2 separate regions of the Sus scrofa genome follow, and region 1 is linked to region 2. A link is a contact called in public targeted proximity ligation data. All regions are on one chromosome and are shown on one strand. The core of a region is the stretch at or near the end of the contact, and the rest is flanking DNA. Distances in the headings are between cores, read along the strand shown. Region 1 overlaps KIFAP3 (kinesin-associated protein 3). Region 2 has its middle 45 kb from the start of METTL11B.

Region 1 (3,087 bases), core at 410-2,909, 240 kb after region 2:
CAGATACAGCTCAGATCCTGCATTGCTGTGGCTGTGGCATAGACCCGCAGCTGCAGCTCCAATTTGACCCCTAGCCTGGGAACTTCCATGTGCCGTGGGTGTGGCCCTAAAAAAAAAAGCAAAATAATAATAATAATAATTTGGTGGTAAAATTGCCATTAGCATTACCATAGCCAAAAAATATCTTCTACCTCCACCAACCTTATTTGAAAAGGAACATCTATATAGTTTCAGAGATGTACAGTATAGAACACATAGTGTGACAGCTGATACTGCTAAGAGATATATTGATAATTTGAAAGTTAAATTTAAGGAAATAATTGTAGGAGTTCCCGTCGTGGCGCAGTGGTTAACGAATCCGACTAGGAACCACGAGGTTGCGGGTTTGGTCCCTGCCCTTGCTCCGTGGGTTAACGATCCGGCGTTGCCGTGAGCTGTGGTGTAGGTTGCAGACGCGGCTCAGATCCTGCTTTGCTGTGGCTCTGGCGTAGGCTGGCGGCCACAGCTCCGATTAGACCCGTAGCCTGGGAACCTCCATATGCCGTGGGAGTGGCCCAAGAAATAGCAAAAAGACAAAAAAAAAAAAAAAAAGAAAAGAAAAGAATTGTAAACAAAAGTGTTAAAGATATGACAGAGGAATTCAAGATTAAGGACCCCGGGATTCAAATGACAAATACCTGAAGCCTTTTTTTTTTTTCTATCTAGGCTATCAGTAGCACTGTCTATTAATTTTCAAGTGAATATACTTGTCAGAAGTAACCGTAAACTGTAGGGCACTAGATAGGTTCAGCTGTAGCTTATATCTTGCCTACTTGTCCTTCAGAAACATCCACCAATGACTTGTGTGTAAACAGATGTCACAAATATGTGAATAAGCCACAGTCTTGCTCCTCAAGAGTTCATGGTTGAAGCAGGAGATATTTAAAGAAATAATTATAAATAAGACATTATTTTGTGGTTGAAACAGAATCGAATTAAATTATATTTGTTTTTGTAATAAACCATTTCAGTTGTTAATAGTGATTCTTTTTCTACTAAAAAATGTTATCTAAACAAAAAGATGCAGCAAAAGATATAATTTTAATACTTAACTACCTGTCACTGCCACAATAATTATAGTCACAAAACTTTTTGGAAGCTGAAGTCTGATTGCTTACCTGAATTCTAGTAATACTTAAAAAGAATTTGTGAAATTTGAACTTTTCTAATTTTTGCCATTGCCAGTAGTGATTGGTAATCTAAACAGAGATGTCTTTAATATATGTATTTGATTTTTATTGGTTATTGTATACAATAATTCTAAACAAGTACTTTTAATGTTTCCTCTAACCCAAACAATCCCCCACCATTCTCTTCTTATAAAAGTACTATCTTGAGTGCCAAGGGAATTCCTTCACAAACTTACACAAAAATAATTGACTATTTTTTGCCACAGGAATATGATGAAGAATGGGCTAAGAAAATTCAGAGTGAAAAGTTTCGCTGGCATAACTCTCAGTGGCTGGAGATGGTAGAGAGTCGTCAGATGGATGAGAGTGAGCAGTACTTGTATGGTGATGATCGAATTGAGCCATACATCCATGAAGGAGATATTCTCGAGAGACCTGACCTTTTCTACAGCTCAGGTAAGATGATAACCAAAGCAAAAATAAATTGTTTGTGTGCTATAAATAGCAATTTTAGTCTATCAGCCTTGCTCATTGCCAAGCTTTGTAAGCACTTTTGATATATAAATAGTCTTCGGCTAATGATTTCAGACATAACATCAATACATACCAAGCAAATCTATTAGCTCACCATTATTTTTTTCCAAGTTAATCTTTAATGTCATCTCCATTAAAAAGGCTGTAACTAGGAAAATTAATTGCTCTTAGTTTATTGCCTTCTAGAATGTGTAACTTAAAAATGACATCTTCAAGATTTCTGACTTCCGTGTGAAAGTGATATCTTACTCTATTCTGCTTGTATTTAAATGTATATTTTACTAATTTATGTTAGTCTTCCAATGTATTTCATTTTAACAGTCTCATTTTGCCATGGTTTTGCTTTAGTTTCTAGCTAGCGACCCCTATTTGGTATTCTGGTTGGGAAGATTTAGATACTTTACAGCAATAATTTTTTTTCATTCAAAACTGCCAGTATCTTCAAGGTAAAATTTAATTTGTACATATATTTTACATATATCATAACTTTGTTGATTCTGCCATCCTGCCTTTTTTCAGGGATTTTGGCAAGAACAGTTAGTTTTTGCATGTTTTGCCCTTTAATGTGTTGCACTGTTGTCAATATTAATAACTTTATTGAAATCATTTAGTTGAAAAGAAGAAGGAAAGGATTTCTAATTAAGATCTGTAGCAGACTGGAAATAAGCATTTAAAATAATTGTATCTGAATTGATGGCTCATTTTTTTCTACTGTGTACTCATTCATGTTTTCATAATAGTGTATTGTATATATTGCCCATAATGCTGCATTATTTTTGTATTTGATATAGATACTTGAATCCTGGAAAAGTGATACTTTACTTTGAAAATTGAATAGATTTCTTCCTAACTGAACTTTACAGTAGTTATGAAATACCACTTTGTGTTTCAAACCAGATGGAGTAGATCATTAATTTCAACCAACCAGGATTTCTTAGTTCAGTAATGACAAGCAGCTGTTCCTTACATATTCTGATATTCATGAAGTAAAGTGATGTAAAATGTATATGATATGAATTTTTTGATAATAGAAATCAGAATTTCTTAGAATCAGATTTCTTGCTTTGAAGATTGATAGCTACTTTTCAGTATGAATCAAAGACCAGTTTCCAAAACAGAATAAACTTTTAACCACCTCTGTATTTATCTTTGTTGTTCTAATACAATTAGAATTTCAGAACGTATTTTGAAAAAGTTATACCACATTTCCAAAATTTATTTAAATTAACCTCTTAAAATGAAAATCATGAACATTTTTCTTTGAGCTATTATATAATTAAAATGTACAATTTATGCTTTTATGAGAATTCTGAATTATATGCAGTTTTATATATCAAAATTTACAAAAGCCATAGTTGGAAAAATAAACAAGCATAAGCATTTG
Region 2 (2,817 bases), core at 67-2,566:
TTGTGCTGCCTCTTTATAAAGTCCTAAATGCTGAATAAAGTGGTATACTCTGCCTCTATGAAATTATCCTAATTACAGTTATTGCATTGTTTTCTCTAGAAGAATTTTGACTAACAGTACTGTAATTAAATTTCTCCAAGAATTACCACTCACTTGGCCCCAGAGCTATTAAAGTGAGTCTAGTAAGATAATCCCAGATGGGTGGGGAAACTGGAAAATTCTGCAACAAACTGCAGCCAGTTAAAGTCTTGCCCAGCAAGGAGTAAGTCGTCACCACAAAGGACCTTTTTCATGGCTACTCAACCATTCAGGATGATGAATTTCAGGACCCACAGAAGTGCAGAGATAAGGAAGTAAGGCCTGGGGCCTTCCTTTTTTAGAGTCCAGTGTCTTATTGGATGATGGTAAAGAAGGCAGTACCTTCTGAATTTTGAAAGCTGAGTAGGTGCTCACTTAACGACAAAGGGATTCGAGGAACAGAAAAATAACACAGGAAGGAGAAAGCAAGAAATAGCAGGAGTAGAGAGAGTAAAGTTTAAGTAAGAGAGGAGGCTGGCAGGAGCCAGTTCATGGAGGGATTTTGGAATTTAGGAACTTTATTCCCTGTAGCTCTTGGAAGTCAATGAAGGGTTTTGAGTACACGGGTGATAAGTTTAAAATATCAAGGAAGCTATCAAGTTTAGGGAAAAGATTGTGTTTTCATCTTTGGACTTTCTAAGTTTGGGAAACTCAAACTTAGGGAAATCCAGTGGAAATGTTCCATGTACAAATAGATATGAATTCTAGTTTAGAAGGGAGATGTGGGCTAAAAGCAGATATGGGAGACAAGTCCAGGTAGCTAGCAGTTGACCATACATGAGATTTTCCAGGTGACTATATACAAGGACATATATATCCAAGGTTATATGCAGATTTAACTTACTGTACAGCACAGGGAACTATATCCAGTCTCTTGGGATAGAACATGATGAAAGATAATATAAGAAAAAGAATGTATATGTATGTATGACTGGGTCACTTTGCTGTAGAAAAGAAAATGACACAACATTGTAAATCAACTATAATTTTAAAATACCAAGAAAAAAAAATATAGTGATTAGGAACCCAAGGGTCCTTATTTGAGGTGGGGACAGCTGAAGAATGAGCCTGGGGAGAAGTAACAAGTCAGGAGAATTACATGAGCAGGGCATAAGCCAAGGGAGGAGAAAGCATTATTAAAAAGGGTGTGGACAAAGATGTCAGATGTCTCAGAAGGGTCAAATGAGGTAAGGCCTGAAAAACCCTTCCTATTTCAATGGGGTGGCAGGGCCAGCTCTTAAGAGCAAGAGGTGAAAAGTAACATGAGGTTAGGAGATGAAATGAGAGAGCAGGTGGAGAGGACTCTTCCGAGGAAGGAGAGACAGAGGCAGCAACTTAACAACCATTCTGTATTCTGTTCCTTAGTGGCTCAGTTTCTTTAAGGGACTGGGAAGCAGCACTAACTTACATGGCCCTTGTCTCTCTGACAGACTCTTAGAACAGATCAGGGTTAGAGACACCCTCCCAGTTGGAATTTCATTTGAGATTCCAGCAACCAATATTTAAGGTTATCTTCCAAATCCCTAAACTGTGCAACATGACACACTGGACCCTCCTTTGGGACTTATTTATCTAATAGATAATGAATGTCCCATAATGCAGGCCCTAGGTATGTCAGGGACACATTGACTGAACTGAGTCTTTCCATTGTTATAAAAGCCTGGTGATTTCACCAGCTCAAAGGGAATTTTTTTTTTTTTTTTTTTTTTTGCTTTTTGCTTTTAGGGCCACACTTGCAGCCATATGGAGATTCCCAGGCTAGGGATCCAGTAGGAGCTGCAGCCACCAGCCTACACCACAGCCACAGAAATGCAGGAATGGAACCCACATCCTCATGGATCCTAGCCAGGACAATTAACTCCTCATTTATTATTTTTTATTTTATTCTAGAGTTTATTAATAAGTTGAGTTTACAATAATCAGGCAATCTCAGGAATATTAGTTAATACAAAGCTCTTCAAAGGAACCCAAATCTGTAAAGATTTCGCCACTAGTCTTTCACCACATATAAAATTCCATGGTTTATATCTTGACCCCCTCCTTACTTCTGTTGTGACCTTGACGTGTTGCTAACCTCTTAGGATCTCGGCAACCTCATCTGAATAAAAAGGGAATGGGAAAAGAAGCTCAGTAAAACCATATTCTTCTATACCAGGAGTCAGCAAATTTTTTCATTAAAAAGCTGGATAATAATATTTTTGGCTTTGCAGACCATACAGACTCTGTTGCAACTACTCGATTCTGCTGTCATAATGAAAAAGCAGCCACAGACATTATGTAAAAAACAATGAGTGTGGCAGTGTTCCAATAAAACTTTATTTACAAAAACAAACTGGGCTGGATTTGGTCTTCAGGCTGTTCGCCAAATCCTGTTCTAAACATTAAAGTTAAGTCCTTCAATTTATAAAAGTGGACCTCTTAGAATCACCCATTAAAATACTAATATCCCAGAAAAGGTAAATATTACAGCTACAGTCAGCCATTATGTGGTAGAATTTAACTCACATGCTGCATACTCATACACTGCAAATGAGGAAAGCAGAGAAATATAGGGGTTAGTATTTTATGAGAAACAGTCTGGGTTTCTTCAAAAGGTAAGTGAGAAAAATACACTAAGAATTCAGTCAAATATAAAATTTAGTTTGATCAATCATTTAAACCATCTATTTTAGAAGTTAACACCTTTTTCGTGCAAATTCTCATTATCTTTGACAGCCTCCTTCGCCCTGAGTACAGACA

The links.
Region 1: a contact with region 2 is called in a targeted proximity ligation map of skeletal muscle. A contact is called at or near these places in 1 of 47 Hi-C or Micro-C datasets (embryonic fibroblasts) and 1 of 2 datasets of targeted methods (skeletal muscle).

The regions. Positions count from the first base shown.
Region 1 is chr4:81,068,297-81,071,383 of Sscrofa11.1, forward strand. KIFAP3 (kinesin-associated protein 3) reads left to right here. Exons shown (of 21, transcript XM_021089425.1): 18 at 1,436-1,625. Among named protein-coding and RNA genes, the nearest start is that of SCYL3, 64 kb to the right of the region's middle.
Region 2 is chr4:80,830,690-80,833,506 of Sscrofa11.1, forward strand. No RefSeq gene overlaps it. Among named protein-coding and RNA genes, the nearest start is that of METTL11B, 45 kb to the right of the region's middle.